Linked DNA regions of Triticum aestivum: region 1 is linked to region 2. A link is a contact called in public Hi-C data. All regions are on one chromosome and are shown on one strand. Each heading gives the region's core, a stretch centred on a gene start, on an enhancer-like site or on the middle of the called end of the contact. The rest is flanking DNA. Distances are from core to core; before and after follow the strand shown.

The links. A called contact is a pair of places that touch in the nucleus more often than the background predicts.
Region 1: a contact with region 2 is called in a Hi-C map of leaf, with 5 times the contacts expected there. The contact joins the promoter of LOC123140281 here to the promoter of LOC123140265 in region 2. A contact is called at or near these places in 2 of 5 Hi-C or Micro-C datasets (both in leaf) and 1 of 1 datasets of contacts at active chromatin or transcription factors (leaf).

The regions. Positions count from the first base shown.
Region 1 is chr1B:589,139,370-589,142,069 of IWGSC CS RefSeq v2.1, forward strand. LOC123140281 (alpha,alpha-trehalose-phosphate synthase [UDP-forming] 1) reads right to left here and starts at 1,421. Exons shown (of 19, transcript XM_044559906.1): 1 at 1,284-1,421; 2 at 1,111-1,175; 3 at 1-292. The coding sequence starts at 1,295.
Region 2 is chr1B:588,741,293-588,743,992 of IWGSC CS RefSeq v2.1, forward strand. It overlaps LOC123140265 (homeobox protein HOX1A), which reads right to left and starts at 1,381. Exons shown (of 12, transcript XM_044559905.1): 1 at 1,247-1,381; 2 at 1-266. The coding sequence starts at 136.

The DNA of each region.
Region 1 (2,700 bases), core at 171-2,670, 400 kb after region 2:
GCCGCAGTCGGCGAGGGAGGCCGCGGCGGGCTCCACGACGTCCGTGTCCATGGCGTCGGGGGACGCGGCCGTGGGCAGGTGGTGGCGCCGGCCGCTGCCCCGGAGCATGCGGTCGATGGCGCTCGGCGAGGCGCCGCCGTCGTTGGAGAAGGGCGAGGAGTCGGGGGCGTTGGAGGACGGGGTCGGCATGGCTTCGTCGCCCAGCCTGCTTCTTCTTCTGCTGATGATGTTGGTGCCCGCGGCGTCAGCGCTCATGGACCGCCGCGACGACTCCCCCGCCGGCTGATTCGGCCTGCAGCATTAGGCGGGCGCACGCGGTGAGCGACGGCGGCGCGACACGGCGGAGAAACGAGACGGCCCGTCATCACTCATGGGCGGCGGGCGGCGGCGGGCGGCGGCGAGCGACGAACGGCGAACGGCGACGGCTCTGTCTCCCGCCCGCGAGAGCGCGCGCGTCCCGAGGAGGAGGCGCGGCTGGCCTTAATTGCGCTGCTTTTCCTCTCGCGCTGGCTCCCGTGTTGCGTTGTGTGACTCGTGTGCGCAGCGGCTCGCTCGCCACGGACCCTGTTAAAACGGCGCGGGGTGGGGCCCTTGCGTCAGTGGGATAGCCGTCAGCCAGGAGCACGGGCCTAGTCAAGCGCGCCGGGCCGCAGAAAATCCTCTTTTATTACGCCCACCGTTCGTCATACACACACGCCCCCCAAATTCCTCCCCCTTTTTGTTTTCACAAAAAGTTTCAAGCGCAAAAACCGTAATCACGTTCCCGTTCTATTTTTCCCTAAAAAAAACTTTTTAAAAAAAACTCTACTACTAACAACAGGAAAATAAGCTTAGCCAAAAAAAAAATCTCTACAACAGAAATCGAATGCGATTACAAGACCCGGAGAAGGCCGGATCGTGATGGCGTTCACGGCCCATACGGACCGGCCACCCTGGTCACGCCATGCCCCCGGCATCGGAACTACTGCTGCCAATCTAATCTACTAGTCCCCGATGAGATCGGCGGGAACCGCCCTGCCCGCCGGCCGGGATCCATCCAAACGAGGCGGCGGCGCCGCACAGGCGAAACGAGAGAAAAAAAAAGGAACGTGGTACGGATGAACAACTCACCCAGATCGGTCGCCGCCTCGCGCTGCTCTGGGCTCGTTGCTGCAATGGGATCCGACTCCGGCCGGCTGGTGATAACAAGAGAGGAGATGAGTCCGGGGGATGGGAGGGGACTGCAACAGACTAGCAGAACAGAACACACTAGGGAGGGAGAGAGGGGGGAAGGGGGGTGGTACCTCATGCAACATGCAGCAGGGCCGTCATGCCTCGAACTCGCACTCTTGTTTGAGAGCACGAGCGATGTGTGCAGGTCGGGGTGGGGGCGATTGGCACCTTTTTATAGGATCGCTGGGATCCAGCTAGCGGCACCTCCCCCTCGGCCAATACACGAACCGTATTTATAAAGAAAGAAAAAAGGAACGAGCCGCGCATGTTTGTGAAATTGCCCCTCCTGCCCCTCAGGGCTGCAACTCTTCGGGCCTAGAGGTGTTTAGTGTAAATCATCGTGTATTCCTGGCCCTGCTTTTAGTTTGCTCTTGTAATGGAATTCTCTAGTAGACTAGTAGAAGAGAAAGGAAATACATGACAATGTACCTTTTTAAGGGATACCATAAAAATGTTCTATATAAGCTAGAGAAATATGTGACTCCTATAAATGAAAACATAAATACCGTTTTTAAAATCATAGTTTATAGTTTATAATGCAAAAAAATAAAAAGTAAGCAATGTACTCAACCATAATTCGTGTTCGTTCATGAACATTCCTAGGAATCCTTTTCTATTTTTAAAATTCCATATTTTCCATATTTCTTAAGTTCTCTGTACAATAGTTTGTCTTCATATTCTTGTTTTCATGTTTTGCAGTAAGTTTCTTCCTTATTCATTTATTTGCTATTCTTCCAGAAAACATTTTTTTACTGTGCTTTCACGTGTGCAAAGTCACCGTTGTGTCATCCATCAAAGTACTTCAACGTCGGGGAGAATGGTATCCCTCGTGTGCGCTCACAACTATGTATGCATGAGGCCTTGGAGAATGGATGTGGGCAACGACGTGGGGCCGGACATGGATGCACCGACCCTCATGGAGTTCATGGTATTATGGCAACGCGATGGAAACATACAAACACAAGTTGGGATTCCGGATGTCATCAAGTGGGCTTGGGAGCCGGGTGGCGCTTACACTGCTCGATCGGCGTACGCAACGTTGTTCATGGGAAGACAACTTGCCCCCATGGCTGATTTCACGTGGAAGTCTAGACACCCCCCCCCCCCTGCAGTGTCGGTTCTTTGTTTGGCTCGCCATGAAGAACCGTTGTTAGACCTCCGATCGTTTGGCTAGACGTGGACTGCCGCATCAGGATACTTGCCCACGTTGCAACCAGGAGGATGAAACCATAAGTCATATCATGTTGCAATGCGTCTTCACGAGAGCCTTCTGGTTACAGCTGTGCACAACTTTGGACAAGCCGGACTAGACCCCCACGCAGACAAGCACCCTCCCTATTTGGATCCTGGCAAGTGCGTCCAAGGCATGCATGACAAGGATTTGCGAGCTTTGCTCACACTGGCCTTTTGGGAGTTGTGGAAGCACTGGAATGGCATTGTTTTTTATGGTGAATCGCCATCTTTGCAGTGGTTGCTAGGCAGGGTTCT
Region 2 (2,700 bases), core at 131-2,630:
TCCTTTCCCCCGACGGGGATGTGTACGGAAAAGGAAAACTTTGATGCTTAAGGGCCTCAGGGTTCAGGCTAGAGTTTGCATAACTCCGAGTCTCAATAGTGTCCTCAGCACAGCCAGAAGTATTGCTTTTGTCCATCTGATGGCGGCCAGAAATTATTTTATATTCTAGTAAAAGAAAGAAGACGGCTTCGGAAAATTGTCTTCTTGCAGAGCGCAGTCGCAACAGAATATGGATCTGTACGTAGTTGCACCAAATGAACCAGCACCTGCAGCAAGTACACAAAGTATAATCAACATTTGTGGTTGTAAGAACTGATCACATATAACTTATCAAGCATTGATAGCTAACTTTGCATCTTCAAAAATTTTAAAGCCAGTACATTCATTCCATTACCAATACAAGATGTGCTTCATACTAAGTTATCTTCAGAATGGTACACGCCTAAGAGCGATTCACACACATCTATATAGCACATTGTTGCAATGAATGGGCGTTAAAAATCAGATCTACTGCTGCCAAGACAGGTGACTTGTTCTGAATGACAATAATTTATACCAGCACACACCTGGCCAGCAATATCAGCAATGTACTACTCCCTCCGTCCCATAATATAAGAGTCTTTTTGACACTAGTGTAGTGTCAAAAACGCTATATTATGGGACGGAGGGTACCATTTTCAATCCTACAGCTTTCTGTAATTTGCTACAGACAGTGACCAACTTCCGCAGTTGGCACTATCCATGAAGCCGTCTCAGAACTTGAACAGCTCATCTCACGCAATCTATAGTTGAAATCAGCCGAACTTCTCTGTTTACCCAAGGGCCAAGGGGGCAATGGCAAGCAATTATGATTTCCAGTTGGGCAATCAGCCGAATCAACCAGATACAGAGCCCCGACTGCCTGATCTAGCATGAGCGAACCATCAAAACCCTAGAAACCACGCCCCCTCTTCTAAACAGAACTCCCGAACCAATCCATCAACCACCGCTACGCTGAATCACGAAGCCCGCACAACCACGACTCAAACCCAGAACTACCGAACACCAGCGCACGAATCGCCCCCAGACCCACCGCCCTGGCGGAGACTAGGGCGCCGCAAACCACCGCTGCGCGAAATCTAGCTTGAATGCTTGGATTTGGCCGCGGGGGGAACTAAGAGACAGGGTCGAGGGAGTCGGGCGCGGGTGGCGGAGCGGGGCGGGACGGGGCGGAGCGGGGAGGAAGGGAGGCGGACCGGGTACTCACCGCGCTAGCGTCCGCCGCCGCCCGGCGAGGCGGTGATGGTCTGTCGCGAAGCACTGCACGACGGGCCGCTTCCTCGCGCGGACGGAGTGACGTGAGCGATTGGAGGCGAGCGGAGACTGAAAATAAAAGACACGAGGTGCGCGGCGCTGCTCCCAAACTGCCCCGCGGTAGGGTTTTTTTCTTTAGGCAAAACGGCCCCGCGGTAGGTGGCGTATGGCCTCTCGGCCCGGCCCACTTGTCCTCATGAGAGGGGTAGCTGTTTGGGCCTACCAAGAGAATGGCAAACCCTATTCGGCGCCTTTAGCGGAATATCCTATTTGACGCATACTGCGTCAAACTGTCGATCTTTCGCACAGGCTGGTTATCGAGCGCTGAAACTGGGCCGGCCCGTGACCCTGTAACAGCGCTTCCGGTTTTAGGAACCTTCCAAAGATTCCCAGCCGGTTTTTATCGGTTTTGGAAACCTTCTAGAAGGATCCTGAACCGGGTTTTTTTTGCTTTTTTTTAATTTTTCTTTTTTCTTTTTTGTTCTTTCTGTTTTTCTTTCCTTTTTCGTATTTTTCTTTTTCCTGTTTTTTCTGTTCAGAAATTTAAAAAAAATGAAAGTTAAAAAAATGTTATCGTCTTCAATTTCTGTTCACAATTTTTAAAAAATGTTCATGTTTGAAACAATCTTCAGGAAATTCGAAAACAATTCTTGTTTTTAATTTTTTTTGAAATTCAAAAAATGTTCTCTTTTTAAAATTTTGTTCATAGTTTCGAAAAGAATTCGTGTTTCGAAGAAGTTAAAGAATTTCAAAAAATGTTCCTATTTTGAAATTTGTTCATAATTTCATAAAAATGTTCATGTCCAAAATATGTTCAGTAGTTTAAAAAACTATTTTTGTTTCAAAATTTGTAAACCATTTCAGAAAAATATTCATGTTTAAAAAAATGTTCGCGGTTTCATCATTTTGTTCGCAATTTACAATAAATGTTTCCATGTTTCAAATTTTGTTTGCATTTAGCATACAATACAAATTGTGTTTGCATTAAAAATATTCTGTTTTAACTTTTTTGTTCTGAACATAAAAAATGTTCATGTTTTCCATTTTTTTTCAGAACTTAAAATCTGTTCGTGATCTCAGGAAATATTCGGAAATTTGAAAAAAGGTTCACATTTTTCGTAATTTGTTCGTTTTCTCAGAAATGGTTAAATTTTTGAAAAATTGTTCGTGCTTTGGAAAACTGTTCGGGATTTGCAGGATTTGTTCATGTTTAATTTTAAAGTGGGATTTCAAATAATCTTCACTTCTAAAAAAGGAATATAATGAAATTGCGGCATTTAAAAACTGCTCACTATTTTTAAGAAATGTTTTCAAAATCTCAAAAAGACAGACAGAAAATACATCGCAACTGGGGTTCGATCCAGCGCTAGGGCGCTTCCACACGGAGAGGCCAACCACTGGACCAGC